Linked DNA regions of Hordeum vulgare: region 1 is linked to region 2. Evidence: chromatin contacts called from public Hi-C data. All regions are on one chromosome and are shown on one strand. Each heading gives the region's core, a stretch centred on a gene start, on an enhancer-like site or on the middle of the called end of the contact. The rest is flanking DNA. Distances are from core to core; before and after follow the strand shown.

Region 1 (2,700 bases), core at 7-2,506, 150 kb after region 2:
AACAGTACAAGTTCCCCCCTTACACCTAATGCTTCATTGAGTTCATTCTTTTGTGCAAATTCCAAGCCAGAAGTAGGAGTTGCCATTCTAAGAAGAGCCTCGAACTGTACCTGTCGGACACAAAAACGAAGCGCTCATTGAAGGGATCCTTGAGTGCATGGCTGAGAAGGATGCGCTCGGCCTCGATCATGCTCGCCTCCCCCCAATCCACCTGAATGCCAAAAAAGTTGAAAGCACGTCAGCAGCAACTGAGCCTCGAACGCAGAGATCACATGGATATGGTAGGAACTGTCAGCACTGACTAACCTGGACGCTGTTGTTGACCTGCCGGTTGTAGAAGAAGCGGGAGCGGGTGGTGGCGCGGGTGAGCACGAATCCCGGCCGCGAGTGCACGAAGATGGAGAACCTTCCCTCATTGTCAGCCTGATCCGTATAAGAATCACGATTCGATTTGGCATTCATTCACATCGGCATTTGTGAAAATGGAGACGGCAATCGAGAGACGAAGCGAGAAGGGCGGGGGGACGTACGCGGAAGAAGGCGTCCCAGACGAGGTCGAGCGGGAGGCGGTTGCGGGCGATGAAGAGGAAGGCGACCCTGGCGTTCCCCGGCGGCAGCGGCGCCTCCTCCACCTCGGCCAGGACCACCGGCTCCTCGTGCCTCCCCCCTCCTGCCGCGGCCGCCTGGTCCTTCGCTTCGTCCGCATCCAGCGGCGGGGAGGAGCCGTGCAGCAGGAGGAGGAAGACGCCGGTGACGCAGAGGCACAGCACGAGCAGCACCGCCGCCGCCGCGCTCCTGCCGCCCCTGCCGTACGAGTGCCGCCGCGGCCTCATTTCCCGAGACTACGGTAGTATTACCGACTCACCGCCGCCGCCTCCGTTGATCCTCCTGCTCGCGGCATTGGGGGCCAGCAAAGGCAAAGCGTAGCAGAGCAGAGCAGAGCAGAGAGGAGCGGAGCGCGCCTCAGCTCAGATCTCGAGCTCCCACGGCTAAGCTGGGGGGGTGTGGTGCGGTCTCGTGATCTCGGGAGGTTGGTGGTGGTTGCACTTGCGCCGCGGCGGGGAGGCGGGGGATCGAATCTCGGCAGGCTCCGCTTGCTTTGCTTGCTTGCCGGGGCAGCGCGGCAGCGGCAAGTAAAGCTAGCAGTCTCGTGAGAGACACTGCTCCTCGACGGGCGCGCTAACCACCTACCGGGAACGGGAACGGGAACGGGGTGGATCCACGTTCCAGTGAGGTCGGGGCAGCGGCAACGGTGCGGATCCAAATCCAGAGCGGGGGCAACAAAGGGCCATGTTGTGGCCTGACAGAGGCACGTGAAGTTTCCATTATTCACATTGACTAGTCCCAAAAACTGCGTCAAGGCGACACGCCGGCGGACGGCGGTGCCGATCGACGAGCTAAACGGAACCGACAGACCGACCGCAACGTGTTTACTGACCCATGCCATGGAGAGAGTGAAGTCTATTTTAGACCTTAAAGTTGTACGTATGATCAAAACTAAACCCTGAATTTTAAATCCCTGAAATTCATACCTTGTATTTACTGATCCCAGTCAATTTCAACCTAATTTCAACCTTGGATCTGTTTGCCGCACCTGGAAAGGAAAGATCCCGACAGGGATCACTCACTTATCTCATTTGCTGCTAGCACTACGAATGGGTATTACTAGAACACATCAACATGGTCGAGGGAACACAACGAACTGACTAACACGAGCTTCTTGTTTAGTATCCATACTTGATGAATACTGGAAGGCACCGAACTTGGTTTGCATCCATGCTGCTGTCTAGTCCTCCGTCATCTCCCGCCTCCCCCGTGCTCGCCGTCGCCACGTCACGAGACCGCTGAGCGCCGGCGCCCATAACGGTATGAAGGCCCCAGACTTGCTTGAGCTCTCAGAAGCCGGACATGGTATACGTCTTGCCCGCGTTGTTCAGCACTGTAGTGAGCTGCCCCGACCGAAGAACGCGACCCCGACACCACACGGCTACCGACGTCGCAGATGTTGGCCACGTTGACCCATTTGTCCCACGAGGAGCCGGCGTCGACACGGCCGCCAAGAGCGCGAAATCGAGACCTGGAAAACCTCTCTCCTCTCCGACGTACAGCTGCACTTCTGCACAAGGACCTCCCGTACCCACCATCATTCTGTCAAACAGGTGGTGTTCATGCACTCCACTGCAGCTCACGTCGCCTCTGAGGTGCTTCTACCGCGCTGACCAAGAATTCGTGTTCGACACCGTCCAAATCCCCTAGCCGCGTGTCCACCGCCTCCATCTGGGGTACGCCTGGTGCCACGCAGCGGACATCACAGGGCGGATTGTAGTCGCTCCACGGGAATGGTATAGCAGTGGCCTGTGATGCTGGACACAAGGGCGCGATGAGCGGCACATCCGTGTACGCTCGCTAGTTGAGCTTAGCACGACGTACGCCAACCGTCGAGCTTGCCAAATGGTCGTCGCAGTACTTGGGAGAGGGAAAGATCGGCGTGGGAGAGGATTTTTCTTTTTCTTTGGCGGGAGAGGATGAATATGAAACGTGACCCACATAGTCAGCGAGAGCAGAGTGTGATCCCAACCTGGATTGTTATTTTCCTGCCCCCCAAATAAGTCTACATGGACCTAAGGTCGGGATTGACCGGGATCAGTGAGTTTAGGGTATGAATTCTAGGGATTGATAGTTCAAGGTTCAATTCAGACT
Region 2 (2,700 bases), core at 122-2,621:
GTCTCCTGGTACGCGTCGCTCTGCATCGCATACATACATGGATTTTCATGGACAAACAGTTGAAGATGACTGAACTTTTAGACGACATCGTTTAGAGAGCTTACGGTCCAGTAGGTGAAGAACCTCGGGCTGTTGTCCCCGTATAGCTCGGGGCTGACCTGCCACCCGGCCTCGATGGTGTTGAGGTCGTTGCCGAAGGAGCCGGAGATGACCCAGATCTGGGACAGGCTGAACTCCGCCGGCGACGACACCTGCGCCGGCCACACGTTCAGGCTCGCCTTCGCGCCGTAGAACTGCCCGCCGGTCACGTACCCCACCGCGTGCTGCATACCACCACAATGACATTCAGTATCCGGTACACTAGTACAGTGGCCGTATCCTTTTGTCTGCATACGTGTCCAAATGACTGACTGATACTCCTAAACAGAGACTGAATCGAAGGAGTGGTCATCATTGGCGGGGAGCCGGTGACTGACCTCATGGCCGTTGCTGGTGGAGTCCCGCCGCGCCGCGGCACTCTTGGGCTTCATCCCGAACCTCCGAACGGAACTGGCCCTGAGCAGATCGCCCTCCGTCGTCCGCCTCACCGGTATGGTCCCCTTCGGGCACCACTCGCCGGAGCTCCTCCACGTCTGCGGCAAGACCTCCTCCTCCTCGTCGTCTTCCACGGCGTCGGCATTCCCTGGCCTTGCCGCAGGTTCGTCCTGCAGCGGCTCAACAACCATTAGCGATCACCTCAAGGGCATACGCGAGAACACGATGCACATTGCAGCCGGTCAGTCACTGTCAGTCAATCAGAATTCAGAACAACACTAACGTACCTCTGGTCTCTGGCCTCTGAGGCTGGGATGGTCGAACGCGGGCTGCAGGTGAGAGGGCACGCAGTCTATGACGTCGCCGTCAGGGCTCTGCGAAATGATCAAAACCAGTTACTACCTGGCAAAAAAGGGACAAATTTCACGTACGATGTGACGAACGAGAAGAATGTCTGGTGTACGTGCCTGGATCGTCTTGACAGTGGCTTCCCTGACCCTGGCGAGCTGGGCCCTCATCCGCCGGAGCCCGAGCTGCTCCTCGCCGAAGCGGAGCGCCGTCGTGCTGCCATTGCCATTGCCCGTCGTCGCGGAGGAGACGAGGGCGGGGAAGACGAGGAGGAAAGAGACGAAGGAGGCAATGATTGGGCAGCAGCAAGAAGCCATCGACGAGCAGGGCTGCCCTGAGTTTCGTAGCAGCCTAGGATCAGAAGAAGAAGAGGAAGAAGCTTAATACTCTTCCAAGGCGTCAGTCAGTATGTGCGCGCGCGCACCAGCATTGGCGCGGTTGTCTTCTTCCTACCGCCCTCGAGCTCGCTATAAATACACACAGGCATCCATAGATCACTAGATACACGGATGGATAGATACCTGGGAGTATGGCACCAAACGAACCAGCAGTGAGACGGAATTATCAGCAGGTCATTTGGCCGACTCTGCGCTCCGGTGGGCGGCTGATTTGGCTCACCAGCCTGCAGGCCTTTTTCTTCCGTGCGACGGACCAGCACAGCATAATTGTCTCGAAATGAGCACCACGCGTAGCCATGCCCCCATCATTTTTTCCTAGCCGTATGCCCGCTCCTGTCCCCTCTCCCACTCCACGCTGCTGCCTTTTGGTCTTTCCTTTAGTAGATCTCAGTGGAGGCCAGCCCGGTGGCATGGCATGTAACTTTTCTTTGTGCTGCAGAACGATGGGTGCTCCCCATGTGCCGAGAGATTTAGGCAGATCTGTGCAATGTCCAGAACACTGCTTGGTTAGGCAGAACAGGTTTTACATCCTGTTACCTTTGAGCTCGGCAGTACAGACTGCGTAGTTCAGAGGCACGATCGGGGTTACTGGATTCCAGGACACTTCATTACTTGTGTTGAAATTAGTAGCGGGCCTTAGGCCCATAAGATAATTTCAAAAATCTCCAAAGGTCCATGTAGGTGAGGGCATGACAAGGTGGTGGTGAAAAGTTTAGTCCCACTCCGTTAGTGGAGAAAAAGTTTGATCCTTTATAAGGGTCTCTATTCTATATGCTATTGGAGAGTGAAAAGGGAAGAAGCCCTCGCGCACTCCTCCCTCGCCGCCCGCCACGCCTCGTCACGACGTAGGTTGCGGGAATGAGCCGAGCTCCCACGTCTCTCCACCCGGCCGCCTATATAAGTAGGGCTAACACCAACCCTAGCCATCACGAGAATCAGATCACATCTGCCTCACGCGATCGTTCCTTTGCTGCTGCTGCCGCGGGCGACTCCGTCCCGTTCACCGCGCTCGTGGATTAATTTACTCAAAAAATCGCCTATTTACTCAACAATCCAAAAAACTAATTTGTGTAGGATTTTTTGAGTAATGGTTTTGCTGTTGCACTGAAACCGGATAAGTTTATTGGTACTTATTTCAAGCGTTGGCCACCATCCTATTCCTTGGAGTAGTTATAAGCGTGATCGGAGATAAGCTGGTTGATGCATATTTACATATGCATGTTGCCAAAGAGCTGTGGGAGGCGCTCAAATCTAAATTCGGGGTCACTGATGCTGGGAGTGAGATGTATGTTATGGAGCAGTTCCATGATTACAAAATGGTTGACAACTGTTCTGTATTGGAACAGGCTCATGAGATAATGATCACATCTGCCTCTCGCGCTCGTTCCTTTGCTGCTGCTGCCGCCGGCGACTCCGTCCC

The links. Hi-C and Micro-C count contacts between places; a contact is called where the count stands out from the background.
Region 1: a Hi-C map of leaf shows a contact between it and region 2, with 4 times the contacts expected there. The contact joins the promoter of LOC123426673 here to the promoter of LOC123407872 in region 2. A contact is called at or near these places in 2 of 6 Hi-C or Micro-C datasets (both in leaf) and 1 of 1 datasets of contacts at active chromatin or transcription factors (embryo).

The regions. Positions count from the first base shown.
Region 1 is chr1H:114,970,240-114,972,939 of MorexV3_pseudomolecules_assembly, forward strand. LOC123426673 (glycosyltransferase BC10-like) reads right to left here and starts at 1,257. Exons shown (of 11, transcript XM_045110544.1): 1 at 531-1,257; 2 at 307-423; 3 at 111-211. The coding sequence starts at 833.
Region 2 is chr1H:114,823,930-114,826,629 of MorexV3_pseudomolecules_assembly, forward strand. LOC123407872 reads right to left here and starts at 1,372. Exons shown (of 5, transcript XM_045101112.1): 1 at 1,002-1,372; 2 at 822-908; 3 at 477-704; 4 at 105-323; 5 at 1-20. The coding sequence starts at 1,199.